4 separate regions of the Mus musculus genome follow, and all the other regions are linked to region 1. The links are chromatin contacts, called in public HiChIP or PLAC-seq and promoter capture Hi-C maps. All regions are on one chromosome and are shown on one strand. The core of a region is the stretch at or near the end of the contact, and the rest is flanking DNA. Distances in the headings are between cores, read along the strand shown. Region 1 holds the start of Cfap97 (cilia and flagella associated protein 97). Region 2 overlaps Cenpu (centromere protein U). Region 3 holds the start of Pdlim3 (PDZ and LIM domain 3). Region 4 holds the start of Cenpu (centromere protein U).

Evidence for each region. Promoter capture Hi-C pulls out the DNA fragments that hold promoters and counts their contacts. HiChIP or PLAC-seq counts read pairs in DNA pulled down with a chosen protein or histone mark.
Region 2: a contact with region 1 is called in a FOXA1 HiChIP or PLAC-seq map of pancreatic cancer cells. The contact joins the enhancer-like site here to the promoter of Cfap97 in region 1. A contact is called at or near these places in 1 of 39 promoter capture datasets (HPC-7-derived erythroid cells), 8 of 115 datasets of contacts at active chromatin or transcription factors (acute myeloid leukemia, bone marrow-derived macrophages, embryonic stem cells and 4 more) and 1 of 9 other capture datasets (liver).
Region 3: a contact with region 1 is called in a promoter capture Hi-C map of embryonic stem cells, with 2.7 times the contacts expected there. The contact joins the promoter of Pdlim3 here to the promoter of Cfap97 in region 1. A contact is called at or near these places in 1 of 39 promoter capture datasets (embryonic stem cells), 1 of 484 Hi-C or Micro-C datasets (pre-B cells) and 1 of 9 other capture datasets (adipose tissue).
Region 4: an H3K27ac HiChIP or PLAC-seq map of embryonic stem cells shows a contact between it and region 1, with 7 times the contacts expected there. The contact joins the promoter of Cenpu here to the promoter of Cfap97 in region 1. A contact is called at or near these places in 16 of 39 promoter capture datasets (the 3T3-L1 cell line, the C10 cell line, the HPC-7 cell line and 10 more), 1 of 15 datasets of contacts at CTCF or cohesin (pro-B cells), 21 of 484 Hi-C or Micro-C datasets (the Ba/F3 cell line, CD4 T cells, CD8 T cells and 15 more), 25 of 115 datasets of contacts at active chromatin or transcription factors (the 230-238 cell line, astrocytes, bone marrow-derived macrophages and 14 more) and 3 of 9 other capture datasets (adipose tissue, liver and macrophages).

What each region holds. Positions count from the first base shown.
Region 1 is chr8:46,159,943-46,164,906 of GRCm38.p6, forward strand. It overlaps Cfap97 (cilia and flagella associated protein 97), which reads left to right and starts at 3,709. Exons shown (of 5, transcript NM_025747.4): 1 at 3,709-3,807.
Region 2 is chr8:46,570,788-46,575,957 of GRCm38.p6, forward strand. It overlaps Cenpu (centromere protein U), which reads left to right. Exons shown (of 13, transcript NM_027973.4): 9 at 1,965-2,043; 10 at 2,646-2,693; 11 at 3,062-3,123. It overlaps Primpol (primase and polymerase (DNA-directed)), which reads right to left. Exons shown (of 15, transcript NM_001001184.2): 15 at 4,796-5,170. Among named protein-coding and RNA genes, the nearest start is that of Cenpu, 21 kb to the left of the region's middle. Within about 2 kb of position 3,399, at least 26 of the 459 cell types and tissues checked have an H3K27ac peak or open chromatin away from gene starts, as enhancers often do. A contact at or near this core is called in embryonic stem cells and pancreatic cancer cells, where this site is marked.
Region 3 is chr8:45,881,852-45,886,775 of GRCm38.p6, forward strand. It overlaps Pdlim3 (PDZ and LIM domain 3), which reads left to right and starts at 3,636. Exons shown (of 8, transcript NM_001374652.2): 1 at 3,636-3,821. The coding sequence starts at 3,729.
Region 4 is chr8:46,548,513-46,553,475 of GRCm38.p6, forward strand. Cenpu (centromere protein U) reads left to right here and starts at 3,557. Exons shown (of 13, transcript NM_027973.4): 1 at 3,557-3,615. The coding sequence starts at 3,575.

The DNA.
Region 1 (4,964 bases), core at 2,459-4,958:
GAGAACCATCATTAAAAATAAGGTTTGAAGATAATTAAAGTTACAAAGCCAAGACCCCTGCCTTGACTCTTACACCGACACAGAGAAAGGCCATCTCTGGACCAGGAATCAAGGTGCCTTACCTGTTGCCACCTTGAACTGATTTTCCTTTCTCCTGAACTGTGAGAGAGAAGATACGCTATAGCATTTGTTGTAACCAGGCTGAAGGACAATAATGAATCAAGACTTAAAAAAAAAAATTCAGTCTTCAAGAGAATCGTTATTAAAAGTCAATTACTGGGGGCTGGTGAGATGGCTCAGCGGTTAAGAGTGCCGATTGCTCTTCCAAAGGTCCTGAGTTCAAATCCCAGCAACCACATGGTGTCTCACAACCATCTGTAACAAAATCTGATGTCCTCTTCTGGAGTGTCTGAAGACAGCTACAGTGTACTTACATATAATAAATAAATATTTTTTTAAAAAGTCAATTGCTTTTATTGTAAAATACACAAAACTGAAATTTTACCATAGTAACCATTTTCACAGTGTAGTAGTAAATACATTCATGTTGTGTAACAATCATTATCCATTTCCAGAATTCCTCTAGCAGGCAATTGCATAGATACTCTGCCACCAAAGAACTTACGCTACCATGTCCAAAACTTTTTCTACCAGGCAACTGGACAGAAGCTCTGCCATCAAACAACTTGCCATTCTCCTCCCCAGAACCGCTTCGCATGAATTACATTATTCTAAGCCTCTTAGACATGGAATCATGTATTTGTCTTTTCTGACTAGCTTTCTTCATTTAGCATCATTTCTTAAACTTTCATGTATTAGGATTTCGTTCCTTTTCGTGATTGGGTAAAATTTCACTGTGTATGCAAGTGCCTGTATCAACATTTTATGTTCATAGACTCAGGTTGTTTTTATATTTTGAGTATTATAAATAACAATGCTATGAATCTAGATGTACAAATATCCAAGATGCTGCTTTGAATTCTTTTGAGCATATATCCTGAAATGTAATTGCTAGTTCATATAATTCTATTTACTATTTTCAAGAAAATACCATAATTTCCTATCCTGCTGTCTTATGTATCAACTGTGCAAAAGGCTTCCAATTTCTTTGAGTCTTATCCATCTTGTTGTCTATTTCTAGTTTTTGCAACAGCTACTTCTAAAATGGTAACTCTCCAAGTGGGGCTAAAATGAACCTCATTGTCTGACTTTGTATGCTTGGTGTGCAGGTACAGAGCAAAGTACCACAGTGAAGCTGTGGTTCTAGGGTAACTTTGTGAGCACAGGTGTGTCATAGAAAAGTTGTGAGGTTGTAGCCAGTTTTTTACTTCCACTGTGGAATCTAGAAGTTCTATTCAGGTTGTCAGGTTGCCTTTGGAATTACTTTGTACCAGTTGTGCTGTCTCCGTGGCCTTGAATGTTTTCTTGTGTTCTGGGATCTAATTCTAGTCATCTGGCAAGCACATTTACCTACCAGACACGATCATCTCAAAGGCCTTCACAGATTTTGATATGCAGTTCCTTAATGGGTAGTGTCTTAAGCGACTTTTTTATTGCTGTGTCAAAGCAACGTGACCAAGGCAACTTATAAAATAGAGCAATTAGTTGGGTTCCCAGTTTCAGAGGGTCAGAGTCCATGATAGCAGTGCAAAGGCATGGCATGGCAGCAGGGACAGATGACAACTCCCTTCTTAATCCAAAAGCAGGAGGCAGAGCAGTAGAAGGCTTTTGAGATCTTTGCCAAAGCTCACCCCTAGTGCCACACTTCCAACAAGGCACACCTTACTCCTTCCCAAACAGTTCCACCAACTGAGGACCAAGTATTCAAATACATGCATATAGAGGTTATTTTCGTTCAAATCATTTTTAGTGAAGTCCCTGTGTTTTCTTGTGTTGTTGGCTATTTGTATCTTCTTTGGAGAAATGTCTACTCAAACACTTTATATCTACCCTGACAGAATATTTTTTCATTAGTTAAAAATTAAGTGAAATACTGTCTTTGAGCCAACAAAATGAAGAAAAAAAGTTTCTCTTTGTTAATAATCAGGACCCCAAAAATATAAAATATATTGTTCAAAATAAGAGTCCTTTCTTGAGTCTGATGGCTGTGGTTGTGATCACACACACACACACACACACACACACACGATTAGACACCTAGACACTTAGTGAAGCTCACCTCTGGGTGTGTCTGGAGGGCATTTCCAGAGACATCATGTGGGCTCTGATCTCATCAATGAAGTGACCCTTGATGGATTCATAATATGCTGGCATTATTAGCAGGTGGTGATAGGGAGGAGGTGGCGCCTAGGTGGAAGAAGGTCACTAGAGGTATCTCTAGCATTATACCTTGCCCTGGCCTCTTCCTGTAGGCCAGATTCTCCAGTCTTATAATTCCACAAACTGCTGCTCTGTAGTGCCATGAAGGACTGAACCCTCTCAAAATGTGAGTCAACACATCTTTCCTCACTGTGTTAGCTATTCTGTCATGGCTCTGACAAACAATACACTCGTAGTCCCTAGGATATAATGTTAAGTTTGTGCTTGCTTCCTTAGTACCTTTATTTAAGTGCTGAGAACTTATTATGGCTGTAACAAATTACTACAAAGTTAGATGTATAAAACAACTCATTGATTTGGATTAGGGAGCTGTGGAGGTCAGAAATCTAAAATCCAGGCATATTTGAGTTCTTTCGGGGTAGAAGCCACTTCTCCCCTCTTTTCAGTCTTCCAGAGATGCATGCATTCTTTGGCTCATTGACTCTTCCACACATCACTCAACTATTTTGTGTCCCAGCTCCTACAACTAACTGGCTTGGAAGCTTTTGCCTCTCCCTTTTATAGGGATTTATAGTGGCTGATTACACAATGAGCTCCTGGATAATGTAAATTTAATTGCATCAGCTAAATTCTTGTGCCAGATAAAGTAACATATTCGTGTACTCTGGTGATTAGAGGATAGAGATCAGGAGTGTACTGCCATTCCTGACCCTTAGATGTGTCAACAAGAAATTAAGGCACTCAACCGTCTATAGAGATCATTTTTTATATTGCTTAAAGTGGACCTTCACCATCAGAAGGGCCATCCTTTATGGGTTACCTGCCCCGGTGCATATTAACTATGCTTGAATTTGAAATTTTTTCCTCCTTTGACACGGGCCTCACGATATAGCCCTGGCTGGCCTGGAAGTCACTATGTAGAACACAGGGATTCCTCTCCCTCTACTCCCAAGTGCTGAGACCAATGGCATCCGCCACCAGGACTGGTTCGTGTAAACAGCGTTTTGCTGAAATAAAATCGAACAAAACACACAGTCGTCCTCCATTTTTATTATTGTCATCTTGTTACAGAATTACAAGATTACAGCGTCTTTTTAGGAAACCATCCCGGACGTCTAGACCTACCGCAGCGTCGTGGGTAGGCGAGCAGGTGATGCCCTGGACAACAGGGAGGCCTTGGTGGCCTCCTTTCCATGAGCCTCCGAGACCTCGCGAGGTCCTGCCGAGAAGCTGTCGCCCCTGCAGCGCCGGCCTGATCACTTTGACCGGGTCTCCCGGAACTACGGACGACAGGAGCGCAGCCCTCACCCTCGCCGGCAGAGACTCGGCTCCGCGCTCGCCCCGCCTTTCCCCTTCCGCTGAGTCCAACCCCCGGAGCTTCCGCCCGCGCTCAGGCGTGCGCCGGTCTCCGTTAGCTTCTACCGCGGGGGAGGGAGAACGGTGGAGGTGTGGCTGCGCGTGCGCAGAGCGAGCGAGAACCCGAACGCTCCGCGGGGCGCAAGAGTCCGTGGCGGCCACAGTTCGCAGGTGAGCGGCGCTCGGGCTTCCGCATCCGGTCGGTCTCCAGCGGGCGAGACGGCCCTCCCCTGCGTTCGGGGTCCGTTTCCCCGGTTCAGTGCCCGACGGAGGCGAGCACCCGGGGTGGGTACCGCCGAGCCTCCACGGTGGGGGGGACACAGGCTGTCCTCAGCCCTAGGCGCCGCCACCTCGGCCTCGCTAGCCCGCAGGGCGAGCGACGTGGTAACCGCTATTAAAAAAAAAAAAAAAAAAAAAAAAACGATAGCCCGGCCCGCAGGACGCGAGAGGAGGCGTGGAGTCGGGGTCCGAGCCCACGGCTGCCCCTCTCCGGGCGCTTGAACCCGAACCCACAGCTCTGAGGCACTGAGTGTGAAGAGGCAACCGACTGGGGTCCTGGAAGAAGCCCCAGACTCCTGAAAACCAGGTGTTCAGTTTGAGCCAAGATTTTTGTATGCTTAATTTGGTGCCCTATTGTGTCCATATCGACAGATAAGGACTTATCTCAAATGTACAAAATGCCGTTTTTAATGACAGGTTATTCGAGTATTCTTTCTGGTGTATTGGGAAAGCGCTGTTATTTCTACTGCTAGTTCTGCATAAGCTAAAACATCACTCTCCAAGTAACTTCCAGGTAGCTTTGACAGCAACCTGGCTCGATCCACCAGAGGGTTGTTAGAGTCTCATGAACCATCCTTTGATTTTTATCCTTCTCCCGTGTGTTGTAAGATAATCTTAACGATCCTATAAAGCTACAATTTTTCTTGCCTATTCCCGAATGTAAGTTGAATTAGAAGCAACCTTGATGTAAATTTTGGCAAAAGAATCGTTAATGAGGGAGATCGTCCGCTAAGTTTTCCTGGAACTTAAGTTTGTGTGTGTACAGCCACTCTTGCCCAATAGAAATTCTGACTATAAACACCAGAAATTTGACATACACTAGGCAGTGGGCCACCTCTCCAGCGGAGAGAGGGACATTATCAAAATACGCTGGAAACATGATGGTTTTATTCTGTTTACATAGGAGGCAGAGTAAGAACCTGGGCTGAGCCTTAAATCTCCAGACCTCTTTGTGGGATAAACCCAACTGTTGTAGGTCTTTTTCTAGACACTGGATGTATAAAGGTGAACAAGAAAGACCTCTGGAGCGCCCAGTCTGGTAAGAGTGG
Region 2 (5,170 bases), core at 2,149-4,648, 410 kb after region 1:
AATATTTGTAAAATGCAGCCCAGCAGAGTGGGTCTTAGAGTCTGGACTAGTCAGTCACACACAGCTGTGAGCATCTGGCTTTCCTGAGATCCGGCTCCGCTGGGACGCTAGTCAGGGAGTCAGCCTAGGATTCTCCATGAAGAAGTGGGATCAGCAGAATGTAGGCAGGGTGGCTTAGGCAGAGGCCACAGTGCCGGAGCGGGGGGGGGGGGGGGGGGGGGGGGCGCGCAGCGCAGGACTTCGGAAACACTGTGGTAAAATATCCCGAGGAGCAGCTCAGGAGGAAAGGGGATTATTTTAGATCACAGTTCCAGCTTGGGGTCCATCAGTGAAGGAATCAAGGCTGCAGGCACTCAGAGCAGGTGGTCACATCCATGGACCATGGCAGACAAACTTGCTGATTCTGCTGGCTTTCCCACTCTGTCCAGTCCAGGGCCCTACCTGTGGAGCAGTGCAGCCTACAGTCAGGCTGGGTCTTCCCACCACAAGTAGCTCTGCTAAACATCCCTCACTAGCATGCCTCACTAGCATGCCCCAGGAGATCATGATCTAGACTCCCCTGAGAGACTCTCTTCCCTGGAGATTCTAGATCGAGTCTTGACAAAACCAAGCATCCCGACACGTCTGCTAACCTTCCCCATCCTGGCTGGCTTTGTCCTCTGCGCTGTCCCCTTGTTCTCCACTGCACCTGCTCTAACGATGTTGACCATGTGCTGTCTGTCTACCCAGGACCTGTCTTTCCGTGAGCAGACGAATGCTTAGTCACCCCTGGAATAGTACTCTATTAGCCATTCTGATAGTTGTGAAGTACACAAGGTTTTTTTTATTGTGTAACAGAACAAACCATGGGCCATTTTTAATCTGCAGAATGGCTAGCTATCTGCTCATACCTCTAGAGCTTGCTCATTTTGCAGAACTGAATGTCTGCAGTCACCAAAACAGTTGACCACTTTCTCCTCTCACATCAGATACTTTTATGAATATTGGTGTCTTTTGGTCCCTCCTTTCCATGTTTTCTGTGTATATAGCCAGTAGTTGAATAGCTGAACCACATAACATTTGTTTTAATTTTTTTTTTAACCATCTGTCAGGGTTTCTATTCCTGTGCAAACATCTTGACCACGTAGCAAGTTGGGGAGGAAAGGGTTTATTCAGCTTACACTTCCACATTGCTGTTCATCATCAAGGAAGTCGGGGCTGGAACTCAAGCAGGTCAGAAAGCAGGAACTGATGCAGAGGCCATGGAGGGATGTTCTTTACTGGCTTGCTTCCCCTGGCTTGCTCAGCCTGCTCTCTTATAGAACCCAAGACTACCAGCCCAGAGATGGTCCCACCCACAAGGGGCCTTTCCCCCTTGATCACTAATTGAGAAAATGCCTTACAGTTAGAACTCATGGAGGCATTTCCTCAACTGAAGCTCCTTTCTCTGTGATAACTCCAGCTGTGTCACGTTGACACAAAACTAGCCAGTACACCATTTCTAATGTTTTTCTGAGAACTTGACCCGGTTTTAGAGTTCTCTCCTCAGTAACTGGGGAAAGGGCTCCCTAGGTAAGAGGGTTCACTATGCAAGCATAAGGGCCCACGTGTGGCTCTTGAGTCCATATAAGAAGCTAGGCATGGCTGTGCACGGCTGTAACTCAGTGCTGTGCAGGGCAGAGACATAAGGGCTGCAAAGACTGAAGACGGTTTCATGGGAAACCCAGTCTCAGGGGTTGAGGAGTGTGACAGGGCAGGACTCTGGTTGTCTCCCTTGGCCTCTGAAAGCACAGGTGTGTGTGCAACACTGCCTCCCACCACATTGCATGTGTGCAACACTGTCCCCCCACCACATTGCAGCCCACCTTGTGTGCACGAGTGCGTGGATGTGGATATAGGCTTGCTCTGTAGTTTTCCTGTTCCCCTCATGATCAGTGTGGCTGATCTCTGTACATTTCTCTCTTTTTTAAAAAATCAATTTACAGGCAAAGAGTAGAATCTGAAAGTTGTAATCAAGCCATCAACAAGTTTTATTTTAAAATGAAAGGAGAACTCATCAGAATGGTAAGTTTCTTGTATTTGTTTGAGACAGGGTCTTTGTATGTATCCCTAGCTGTCCTGGAACTCACTATGTAGACCTGGCTGGTCTCAAACTCACAGAGATCTGCCTGCCTCTACCCTCCAAGTGCTGAAATGAAAGGCAGATACCAATACACCTGGCTACTCTAAAATGTTTTAAACTAAAGTTTGGACATGATCCTGTGGTTGTAGAACAGCTTGCACTTGCTGGCTCTGTGACGAGAAACACGTGAGAACTCCTCTTACTTCCTTCTGTGCATGTGTGGATGTGGAAGCCAGAGGCCCACTCTGAGTAACTTCACCAATCACCCTAAAACTTACTGTTTGAGACAGGTCTCACTGAACTTGAAGATCATTGGCTTCTCCAGGCTGGCCAGCCAGTGAGCTCAGCTGGACCACAAGGACCCACTCATCCCCACCAGCCCCTCATAAAATCCAAATGTGCCAGTGCCAGGATCCAAGCTTGGGTCCTCTTGCTTTTGTGACAGGCGGTTTACCAACTGGTGTCTCCCAAAGGCCTTCTCATGTGGATCTTTATACAGTTCATCTTGGAAAATGAGATATACTTTATTTTGTTGTCGTTGTAGCTTAAAGAAGCCCAGATGTTAAAAGCCCTGAAAATGAAGAACACCAAGGTAATCGCCAAATCTCTTAGTGAGTCATGGGCTATGAACCAGGGGAGTAAGGAAACACTTGCTGGTAGTTTTGTGACCTGCAGTTTTATAAGGGCTTTTGTGGGCTTGGTCAGGTTTTTAATTGCTTTTGTAATGTTAATGGACACTGAGGAATGGGGATCTCTGTTAGCCTTTTGTCAGTCCAAGTTACCCCCCCCCCCAGCCCCAGACAGCTCATAGACAGAAAAGATTACCCCTGGGTCTGTAGTGAATGAAACTGCTAAACAAGTCAAACTGGGAGGCAAGAGGAGGGTCCATGGACCCAAAGTCTTAGCTGAAGTGCTGAAACTTCTCCCATGTTAACCTAAGTACGTTATTATATTGCTCAGATAATTGCCAACATGGAAAAGAAAAGGCAGCGTTTAATTGAAGTCCAGGATGAACTGATTCGGTAAGGTAATATCTGCTCTATCTGAGAAGTCATCTAAAGGGGCAGTAGCGTTCGTCACTTAGGGGAGTGCTGTAAGGACCGTCAACTCTGCTCTGACTCTCAGCATCTGGTCTGGTCTCAGGCAGTCTGATTACAGCTTTAGCTACATAGACTATAGGATTAGACTGTCTGGAGCTTGAATCAGGCTCTACCATTGACTGCAGACTTGAGTGAGGCACTGACTGTTCAGGGCCTCAGCCCCTTCCTGTGTATATGGGCGTAACTGTACCTGTTCCTTAGAGGGTGTCCTGTGAGTCACTGAGTAAACCTAGGCACAGTTGTCTGCTGGTCTCAGGCAGAGAGGTCTGTTTATGTTGCTTGCTTGCTTATTTTACTTTTTGATAGATGGTTTTACTATGTAAGTCAGTCTGGTCACTGGCTCTTCAGTGACTGTTGAAATACACACTCTGCAGAGACACATCAGTCCTTATTCTGAGGTCTAGGGTTGGGGGCAGTCCCCATGCCCTGGGGTTAGTGCACACTGTGGTAGTCTGTCTGTACATTTTGGGCTTCTGAGGTATGGAGTGCGAGCCAGAGGCGTTCGTGTAGTAGAGTTTGCCACGCTCTCTACTCTAAAGATGCTTTAAAAGTGCTTGGACAGGCTGGGGATGTGGCTCAGTGGTAGAGCACCTGCCTGGCATGAACAGCAGTGCGTTAATTCCTAGGACCACATGGGTGTGGTCGCACAAGGCTTGAGCAGATCCTCCGATCTGTCAGTAAACACTTGAAATTACTAGGTTGTGTTTTGTTTTTTTGAGACAGGATTTCTCTGTATAGCTCTAGCTGATCTGGAACTTAATTTGTAGACCAGGCTGGTCTCGAATTCTTGTAGATTCACCAACCTGTGCTTCCCGAGTCCTGGGACTAAAGGTGGGCACTACCTTGCTGGGCTAAGTACTAGGTTTTAAGTGACTGCCACAGGATTTTGAGAGAGACAAATTAGTTGCCTATTCTGTTATTTACAGATTTGGCCAAAACAGGAAAAGTGGGGTAATATAGTAATATTGACAGTAACAGTTCACAGCTTCCTTTATGGGAGGGTACTTTTCCTAAATACGTCATTCAGTTGGCCCGTGCTTAGTCAATATGATTCCATGAGGTAGGTCACTGTATGGCTCTATAATTAAACTATAATAAGGCTGTTCTATTCAGCTCGTCATCAGTGTGAGACCACTGAGACGTGTTGAGACTGGACTTTTTAGTTCCTTTTCTAGGTGAAATTGTAGTCAGACAAATATTTTGAAAATGCATAGTAAGATAAAGTGTGTGATGGTTTAAACTTTGCATAGGAGGTGCCTGAGGCACTGGGGCGTCTCTTAGTTACAGCCCGTCCCATCCCTAGGGAAGGCAGGGAATGCAATCCTGGCCGTGGCCGTCAGTTTGCTGAGAAATCTTCAGTTGTTTGGTGTGAAGAGCTCTTTCTAAAAATTGAAAATAAAATGTTTTCATAGTTTATTCTGATCATGGTTTCCCCACTTTTGTCTCCTCCCAGATCCCCCGCACTTCACCTCTCCAACTCCATGCTTTCTTTCTCCTTAGGAGAACAGACAAATAAAAAACCAACCAACTAACCAACCAACCAAAATAAAACAAAGCAAACAGAGGGAAAAACACGAGAAACACACACTATTTTTCAATTCAAGCTTAGGTTTTTTTTATATTTTTATTTGCAAATTCCCTTTTCTTTTATAGGTGAAGAAACTAAGCCTCAGACACAGGCAGTTCGCCCAGGTCACACATCTTTCTCTCCAGGCTCTGGGACAGTTTTTCTGCTGATTTTATTTGGCCACAGAAACTAAGGATTTTTAAAAGGGGAACTTTCTGCATGACCTCCTGGTTAAGCTGTCAGGCTGGCTACTCCTGCCTATGCTCAGAAAATGTCAGCCAAATTTATATTGACTGCAGTAGTTCCCAGGACTTGAGTAATTTGGTGGATTTTGTCATCTGTGAGGCATGTCCCCATGGCTGTCACTGCTCACTGTGTGTCACAGTTGCGTTGAGCAGAAAC
Region 3 (4,924 bases), core at 2,386-4,885, 280 kb before region 1:
AATTCAAAATCAAACAAGTAATAAGTCCGAAGTGTCTCTGCAAGGACTGGCCCATGTTACGACTCCTGGCTGTGTTCTAGTTTGGGGTCTGAACACGCATGTGCACTTGGCACTGCATGTGCCGTCATGCCAGGCAACCCCAGTAAAGCCTGCCTGCCTGAGCATGGTGTTTTTACATTACACGCACTTCCTGTTTTTAGAGAAGCATAATGGTTTATACAGAAAACAAATGCTTGTAATGTTTTTCTATCATCGTCTTATTGTCTCTATAAAACAGGGCTCTGCTGTTCCCTTTCCCAGGGAGAAAAGGGGGATTGAAAATGAATGAGACCATGCAACCAGGTCTTAGGATATTCGACTTGAAAATTGTGGTTTAAGTCACAGACTCAAATGATAGAAAATTACTAAATAGTTCTTTGGCTTGAAATTAGCACGGAATTTTCAAAACTTTCTGACATGGCCCTAAACATGTTTGTATCATTCAATCCTACATATTCATGGGTAGTGAAGTTCTAAGCCTTCACAATTATAAATAGTGTTCAACTCTGAAAAATAGATAGTCTGGGGCTGGTGAGATGGCTCAGTGGGTTAGAGCACTGACTGCTCTTCTGAAGGTCCTAAGTTCAAATCCCAGCAACTACAACTACCGGTAATGAGATCTGATTTCCTCTTCTGGTAGGTCTGAAGTCAGCTACAATGTACTTATTAATAAATAAATATTTCAAAAAAAAGATAGCCTGCATTTGTCAGTACCAAATATTCAGGCAGGATTTAAATGTATGTAAAAATAAACAAGCATGCCCATCTCATTTGTATAAACTTGCTTTGCTACAAGAATATATGCATACTGAAGATTTTTAAAGTAGATTTCTTTATGATTTATTAGTAACAATTTTTGGCTTACAACTTACTTTATATTACATATGTGTGTATATATGCTATATGTATATATGTGAACCGATAATTATCAAATTTGCTCTATGCTCCCAGCAGGTTTGTAGGCCTCCTCTACACCCACCCAAATATTTTGGATTCGTGAATGAAAAGACACAAATGCAACCTCTATATTTTAATATGCCTTAACTATCTCAGTAGCTTGGCCACTCCTGAACCTCCACGTGGCTAACACACTCCCCTCCGATATTCCTGAGTAAATACTTACTAAATCTGTATTTTATCTTTGCTGCCCTGGACCCTACAGGGCAGCCCTCTGGGGCTGCTCTCCCCTTTGCACCTACATTCCTGCTGTCTCTCCCTCCTGCACCTTCCCTGTGTGGTCTGTCTCCTATGCCCTTGTCATGGTGGAATCCTTGTGTTTCTTGCCCATGAATCCTAAAAGTCCTGCCTCTGTCTCCCTGCCCAGCCACTGGCCACTGGCAATGGTACTTCCCAGTCAGAGCCAACTGTGGGCAGGGACCCTCAGCACAGATGTGAAGGTTCCTGTGTGATTTGGGGAGCTGAATTAACACAAACAATATTAGAACCAACCCCCACTATATATGTATGTATGGAATATGTATGTGTGTTTGTATGCATGTATGTATGTATGTATGTATGTATGTATGTATGTATATTCAGGTTCATATCAAATTTCCTGAATAAAAATGAGTCATTAATGGAAAAAGTTGAAGAAGCTCTGATCTAATGGCACCAAATATTTGGTGCAATGATTATATATATACGGAGAGAGAAAGAGAGTGAGGGGGGGGCAACCGGACCTATTAGCCAAATCATGAGATAGGTTTAAATAATTGGTGATGACAGTTATACAACATCTCATTATTTTTGCAACAGTTATTTGTGTGTGCAGACATCTGTGTGTGTGTAGCTGTGCATGCGTGTATATGTGGGTGCACACAGAGGTGTGGGGCAGGGTGGGGGTGTACAACAACCTAGCCAGTGACTGACAGAGGAAACGTGGTCTATAATCATACACCTATTCACAGTAGACAAAATCAACAGAACATGTTATGTTTATTTTACTGATAATTCAACAAAGTAGGACACTGGAAAATACCTGGATCTAGAAAATTGGCCTTTCTATCCCCTGAGACCCAGGCAGCCCAGCACAGTGGGTGGAGTGGTGCCATCCCTGGCTCTGGGTGGGCTGGTGACATTCCTGCCCTGAGCTTTCCCAGACTGTTTTGTTCCATTTACAGGTTCCTGGATCTGTTATCTTTGCTCCAAGCACCGTCCAAACAGAACGCTCTATTGCAAGTGCTCTGCTCTCCTGGGCCAGGATGACCCTGTGCTTGCTCGTTAAGTCCAAGACCCTTCTCTCGGGTTTTAGGCAATTCACACTTCTCTTTCCCCATCCTTGCCTCTCTTCTTAAGAATCAGAGCATCCTAACCCATAGCACCAGATACACTTGATTCTACACTACATCTAAACCAGGATGCTACCCAGACCCCCCCCCCCCACACACACACACACACACCTCTCCTCCTGGTCCAAGCAGACCCTCGAGTTGAGCTAACCTGGATTGTTTATTTTACTTCTACCATTTGTTAGCTATAGGATTTGATGTGAGCTCTTCCAATTCAGAGAAGCTATTCGCCAGCCTGAGAAATGACACCAGCCAAAACAAAGGCACAAAGACACAGGTAAAGCAATCATTACCACACCTGGACCACAGAGGTGACCAACAAATCTCCTTGGTGACCTTCTGCCGTTTCCACTTTCCCAGACGGATTCCTTCCATTTACGGGTTCTTAAATCACTTTTTTCTTTTCTCCCAGTACATCGGAACAGAATGCTCTATTGCAAGTGCTCTGCTCTGGGTCCCCTTTACTCCCACTCCCACAGACACCTTCATTTTGGCTGCAGCATCCAGAGAGGCGTCCTGACTCTTGCCTCCATGTATTAAACAGCCGTGTCCAACATGCAGAGTCTAAGCAGTGTGCTGCCGCCTGCGGCTGGGATAGTTGTGAATGTAGCCCAAACTTAAAACGAAACGTACTTAGCACGCGGTGAGATATTGAGGGGTAAGCAGGGCAAAAGAGGGGGTGATTCCGAGCGTAAACTTCACAGATAACAAAGTCATTTCTGTATCACAAAGACAAGCACAATCTGCGTGGGAACATATATTTTAATTATAGAAATACTCGACTTTTTTTGTTTTTTATGCTGTGCGGGGCGCTGCACAGAAACATTTCATTTTATTGCCACCAAATCCTTCCAATACTCCTACAAGTACAATAATTACTCCTGTTTTTACAGCCGAAAGAAATGAAGACTTTAACTTGACCAAAGCTAGATACTAAGAGAGAACATCAACGCGTGCACAAAACTGCTAAATTCCTAAGTGCCTGGTTGTGCTTGGGTTTTATTTTAATTGAAAGCATAGAGGCTGCGGTGTGATTGCTTTTAACTTCCCAGTAAAGTGCACCGCTGAGCAAGTAGACGATAAACAGGAGGACAGGTGTTACTTAATGGAATGATGGAAGCTGTAACCCGAAGCCTCCTTGGGCGGGGAGAGGTCTGGGCGACTGCACCCAGCTGGGAGCGCCTCTGACCAGGCGCTGTCTCTCACTTCCAAAGTTGGAGCTCTCCTTGGTGGGAGGGGGCGGGGAAGAGGGGAGGCCAGTGACGTCACTCGCAGCAGGGATAAATCTCCGGGACAGCATTCCCAGTTAGGTCGCAGCCCCAGGAGCTAAGTAGGTTGTCCGGTTCCGAGACAAGCGCTTTGCAGAGCCACCGTCGCTGGACCCACTCGAGGGAAGGCACCATGCCCCAGAACGTAGTTCTCCCGGGTCCTGCGCCCTGGGGCTTCAGACTCTCTGGGGGCATAGACTTCAATCAGCCTTTGGTCATCACCAGGGTAGGTGTTTTCCATTCTGATTTTGTGCTACAGGTCACCTGGCATCCGAGAGTAGCCCTGGAGTTAAAGAGAGAAACCAAGAGACCCAGGGAGGGAGGCAGGATGGTGCACTGGCGGGGGCCTGAGCTTCTGGCTCCCAGTTAGACTTCAGCAACAAGCTGGAGGATGCAAAGCAGTTCTGAGATTTAATCAAGGCAGCTCACAAACTCTGCATCCCTTTTCCTTGGTCCCCAGCCACATTAGCCAGAAAGGTCAACTGACAGTGCTGGGCTCAGAGGAGGGCTCCATAGCTGAGGGGTGCTTTTGGCTCCCCACCACACACACACACACACACACACATCAGATATGGAGAGCAAGAAAGAGGTGTCACTCTAGTGGTTATTTGGTGGCTCTACACTTGCATCTGAGCAGTTTTCTTGCCTGGATGGGAACTTCAGCAGGGTACTGTTCTCAGGGCACAGCTTGGACTGGCCAAGTCGGAACCTCTCATATCAGCCAGACAGGGAAAATATTACTAATGTGTATTCCTCCGTTTCCAGGCATTTTGGATAAATATTTTTCCAAAGCTTGGAACTTGGCTGACGAAGCATTACCTATAACTCAAACTGCAAAGAAAACCTGGGCTATAGTTTACCTGATAGAGAGCAACCACTCAGTCTAATAACTTTAAAAAGGAAGACTGTAGTAGCAAAAAACCAAACTGCCTTATTCCAGGGTATCTTAAGCAGAACCCAACAAGAAGGAGGGTGTAAAAATGAAACCCAGGGTTCCTTTTCTGTCAGCAAATTTCTAGAGTAATTGTTAAGCATCTAGTTGATAACTTCCTCAACTTTTGAAAGCAATCTTTTCAGTTACTCATGCAAGCCGTTCGAAACGTGAAAGCACAAACTTTTAAATGTTATCATTTTATGTTCCAAGTGTTATGGTTTTCTTATTTTATGCTTCTCTGCTCATGCTATATTTTATGAATACATGCTTTATAACCTGATCAATCACAGGTTTTGAATAGGGCACTGTACACACATTAATATTATTTGTGGCGCCCTAAGCTTTTGAAGAAGCCCAAAGCGTGTATCATAGGGTTGCATACAACGGCTCATCTC
Region 4 (4,963 bases), core at 2,307-4,806, 390 kb after region 1:
GTTCCTCATGGTTGAATCCTTTCTCAAGGTTGGACCCTCCTTGGCTCCTCCCCTCTCCTGACCCTTCCACTAATCGGTCACCTTGTAGCACCACATTTCTGCTCCTCTGTAAGGATAAGTGTCCTTCTCTTCCTACCCTAAGCTGGGCTGTACTCTGGCTTTACCTCTTGGGAAGCTCAGGTACTCTGGTTTCCATTATCAACACAACCAGCCAATAGAAGCTTTTAAGTCATGTTTCCAGGTTGAATTGCTATGCCGGCTCGCCCATACAATCAGCTAGAGCTAACCAGGAGTCTGTGTTACACACTGGCCTGCTTTAACCATGCCATGACCAGCCTAGACATCACCTAAGAGCTCCTGCCCTCTGTTCTTCTCTCCCTCAACCAGAGATGCACTGCACTTTGTGGGTGTTGAAGAAAAATAGCCTCATAGAGTGGAGCAAAGCTGAGGCCAGGTGTTTAAATATGGAGATGAGGATTTTAGTTTTCCTGTGACCAGCTTGAATTGTCTGTCTCAGCTTTGGAAGCAGTGGGCTTGAATTGTCTGTCTCACCCAGTTCCTGGGGGAACCTATGCGATTCCAGGAGGTTAGGGAGTAGACTGTCTATCTCCAGCCACAAGAATTGGCTTTGAGTAGCATGATTGTTAATGCTGACATGTCTATGTGCCCACAAAAGCTGTTTGTTTATAAATAGCATTTCAATTAGTACTCTGACTGGGTCTGGTGGTCCAAGCCTGTAAACCCAGCTAGTCAGGAGGCAGAGGCAGGAGGATCACAAGTTCAAAGGCAGCCTGAGCAACTTAAGTGGGAATACCTTTCAAATTAAAAGCAAAAAGGGGGCCTGGGAGGTAACACCATTGTAGAGTGCTTACCTAGCATGCATAGGGCCTATGAAAAAGCTTGAGCAACATAGACAGGCACATGTATGCTGGGCCTCTTCCTGAGGATTCTGGGCTTTCACACTGAATGAATGAATGAATGGATGGATGGATGGATGGATGGATGAATGAATGAATGGTGGAATTCAAACCTGAAACACAGCATAGCTGCCAGGTACAGACCTGATCCAGAGCCTTGGCTCAAGAAAAGGCAGGCAGATCTGTTAGCTACTGATGGGGCTGTTCCTTAGTGTTGATAGACATAAAATGGGGTTATGGTACCCACCACAGAGGGCTACTTAGAGCATTCAATGAGCTGATAGAAATTAAACACTTAGAACAGTGCCCGGGTCAGAGCAAATCCAGGTGCTGGTTCTGGTGGAGGTGGTGGAAGTGGTGGTGGTATAGAACCCAGCCTGAGGTTAAGGTTGATGAAAGGTCAAGACAATGTCCTCAGAGCTCCAGTGACCTCTAGAAACTTGGGATCAAACAGAGAAAGCAGCGTGACAGGCATCCTATCCTTGGACGTCTCCGTGACACAAACTCAGAACTTTAATGATTTAAACCTATCTGGATGAGTTTTGCTCGTTTCCACTGAGGGAGGAGTCCCCTTCCTGTTTGAGCACCCGAGTGGTTTCTTTTTTCCCCAACTCCAAAGCATAAAAGGTTTATCCACATCTCCCTTCCCAGAAAATGGAGTTACCTCTGCTCTCTATAGTATGCCAGTTTTCCATGCTTCCAGGAAGCCCGTTTCTACCCATCCATGAGGAACTTCCTGCAATACCCACAAGGTGATCTGCCCTCCTCTGGCAGTCATCCAGATGGTTTCTGGGTAATTGAGGACGCACACCTTTCGATGACGAGGAAACAGAAATAACCTTGAGGGAAACGCACGTCATAAACACAAGCGTTTCATCTCAGTAGACAGGAGATGTGAAACTCTTTAGAACTTACTGAGTAGGCAGAGTGGAGGGAGGGGTAAAGAAAACAGTCTACAGTTCACAAAACAATGTACAAAACCTGGTGTCATGCAAAGCTGACCACGACTACATCTTACATGGTATCTCTACTGACCCTAGATACTCACAGACAAGTGCCCTGGAAGATGTGCGTAAGAATTCCTGGTGATGTGCTGTCGGGAATAGTAAATAGAAAACATTGATGTACCCATAGCACAGAGGAATAAAAGCGATGCAAATAGTTACTTAATGAATTCCAAAGGCAGCATGAATGAACTACAGCTGCATGCAGATGTGGACACTTTAAAAATTATGGCTTTGGTTAGGATACTTGCAGAAAACCTACCAAACGTTATTTATAGAGATAGAAATATACAATGATTATACACAGAGGCATATCGAGGCTGAAAAGCATAAAAATGCTAAAGACAAATAAAAAAAACCGTATGGTTTGTGAAAAGGGCCATTCATGGAAGAGTCTGAGAGAACTGTTACATTTTATGTTCTGATTCAGTAATATAGGTGTCTATGTTTTATTTTTACAGTGTTAAATACCCTTTGTTGGAGACAGGGTTTCTTTGTGTAGGCCTGGCTGTCCTGGAACTCACTCTGTAGGCCATGCTACCTGCTTCTGCCTCTAGGACTAAAGGCAAGCACCACCACTGCCTAGCTTGTATTCATATTTTTATTGTGATAAAATTTATAACATAAAATTGGACATTTCAGCTTTTTATTCCAGTCATTTTAAGTGTTTAAATACATCCACCTTTTTTACACAACCATCTATCTCTCCCATCACCCCCATTTCTGGCCTTTCTCATTACCACTGTGTTTTAGGTTAATCAAGAAATCATTGTTGGAGCTGGAGAGATGACTCAGCCATTTGGAGCCTCTTGCCAAAGACCTCAGAGTTTCCCAGCCTCATAACTATCTGTAACTCCAGTTTCAGGGTATCTGATGCCCTCCTCTGACCTCCACTGGGACCACGGATGTGTATATATATATGCGTGTGTGTGTGTGTATATATACATACATATGCGTATATATAATAAATATATAACATTTTGCATCGATACACATAAATCTTAAAAAAAAATTCATTGCCAAGTCCAACGTCTTGATTCAGTTTTCTTCTGAGTTTGGCCGTTTTTTTTACTTCTTATATCTTTGATCCCTTTAAATCAATTTTTCATTCTTTTGTACCACAAGAAAAATGTAAAAACAAAAGAATCGTGAGTATGGATCCAGAAGGGACCTTCCCGCTTTACGAAGGACCTGGAAGGGAGGACAAATAACGTGTCGCGTTCAACAGTGAGCTGCTACAGGGAGCTAAAAGCGGCATCTGCATTTAGCAATGCGAAGGATTTGACAGTAGTCCATCAACTAACAGCCCGCCCGGAAGCACTGGAGTTTTGGATCCGCTGGCGGCTGGCTCGGGTCCACCCACACCCACACCAGCTCCGGGTCATTTACCCGCCCACGAGGCCGGGGAGTTCTAAATTTACGGAACGGAGCGAGAGCGGGAGAGACAGCCTGCAGCAGCTAAGCCGGTTGCTTTGGACTCCGCTCCGCTGTTGGGTGTTTTCCAGGCCTGGATTTCATCGTGCTCTCGCCCAGGACGCTCTCTGGCCCCGCCCCGGAAAAGGCGGAGCATAGCGAGGACTAGGCTCTGATTGGCTGTTCAGAGCAAGACCGGCTAGGCGCGAGTTTGGAGTCCCTGCCTTTGGGAACGGTAGGATGGCTGCAAGGAGAAGTTTGAGATACTCGGGGAACCCGGGGTAAGTGCTGCCGCCCCGAAATCCGCCCAGGATGGGCTCAACCCGTCCCAGAGACTCGCTGACCCGGCCTCAATTCCCACAGCCCCGAATCCTAGAGCCAGGAGTCAAGCTGTGTGGTAGGGGAACTCAGACACCAGCGTCGCTTTCATGTGACAAGCAAATATTTAACAGTAATCATTTCTGGTCTGTCGACATTGCTTTTTATTTCTAAGACGCAGCTGTTTTCGTAATAGAAAACACGGAAGCCAAACGAAATCTCTAGCGAGGGACCAGGCAGCTGCTTGTTTAGAGCTTGGGCTGGCCTTGCCTAAATACCTAAAGGACATTCAGAGTGCTTCATGGATCTTTTCATTATATAAGAGGTGTGCATCTGAAAAGAAGTTAGTAAGCGGCCCGAAAGGTTAGCGCCACCAACTCCTGGCGAAGGATATTCTGGGCGTGTCTGGCGCGCATCCAAAGCCTGGTAGAGATTTGGATAGAAAGGTCTCCTCTGCGTAGGAAGTCTTCCGTGGGAGGATTACCTATGGAAGATGATGCTTGTAGCTACCACAGGACACAGATGGTGGGGGAATCCACATTCGGTGAGCAGTGGGAAGGAAGATTTAAAAAGGGCAAAGGAGCTTATCAGGGCATGCTGGTTTGTGCTTTTACCTTTTTTGGTTTTTCGAGACAGAATTTTTCTGTGTGGCCCTGGCTGTCCTGGAACTCAACTCTTGTAGACCAGGCTGGCCATAAACTTAGAGATCACCTGCCTCAGCCTCCCAAGTGCTGAGATGAAAGGCGTGAGCCACCACCACCTTTGAGCAAGGGAAAGGAGCTTAGAACTTGATCTGCCAAACCAGTGGTTTTTGTTGTTTCAACATCTTGAGGCTTGGAATTTATGAAATCTGTTCATTATCACTCCTAAAACACACGGATGCATACAGCAAAGATTATATAAAATGGTTACTGTAGAGATTTCCTTTAGGAAAGAAAGAGGTTTCTGTAGAGTTTGGAAACTGCTCCAGGACTCCAGCCCACAGCTAGAAGGGAATTTCTCTGGTTTTGGAGCACACACAAGAAACAGGTAGAGGGGCTGGTGAGATGGCTCAGCAGGTAAAAGCACTGACTGCTCTTCTGAAGGTCCTGAGTTCAAATCCCAGCAACCACATGGTGGCTCACAATCACCCGTAATGAGATCTGACACCCTATTCTGGTGGGTCTGAAGACAGCTACAATGTACTTGTGTATAATAATACCTAAATCTTTGGGCTAGAGCCAGCAGGGACTGAGCAAGTGGAGTTGACCGGAGCGAGCAGAGCAGAGGTCCTAAAAGCTCAATTCCCAACAACCACATGAAGGCTCAGGC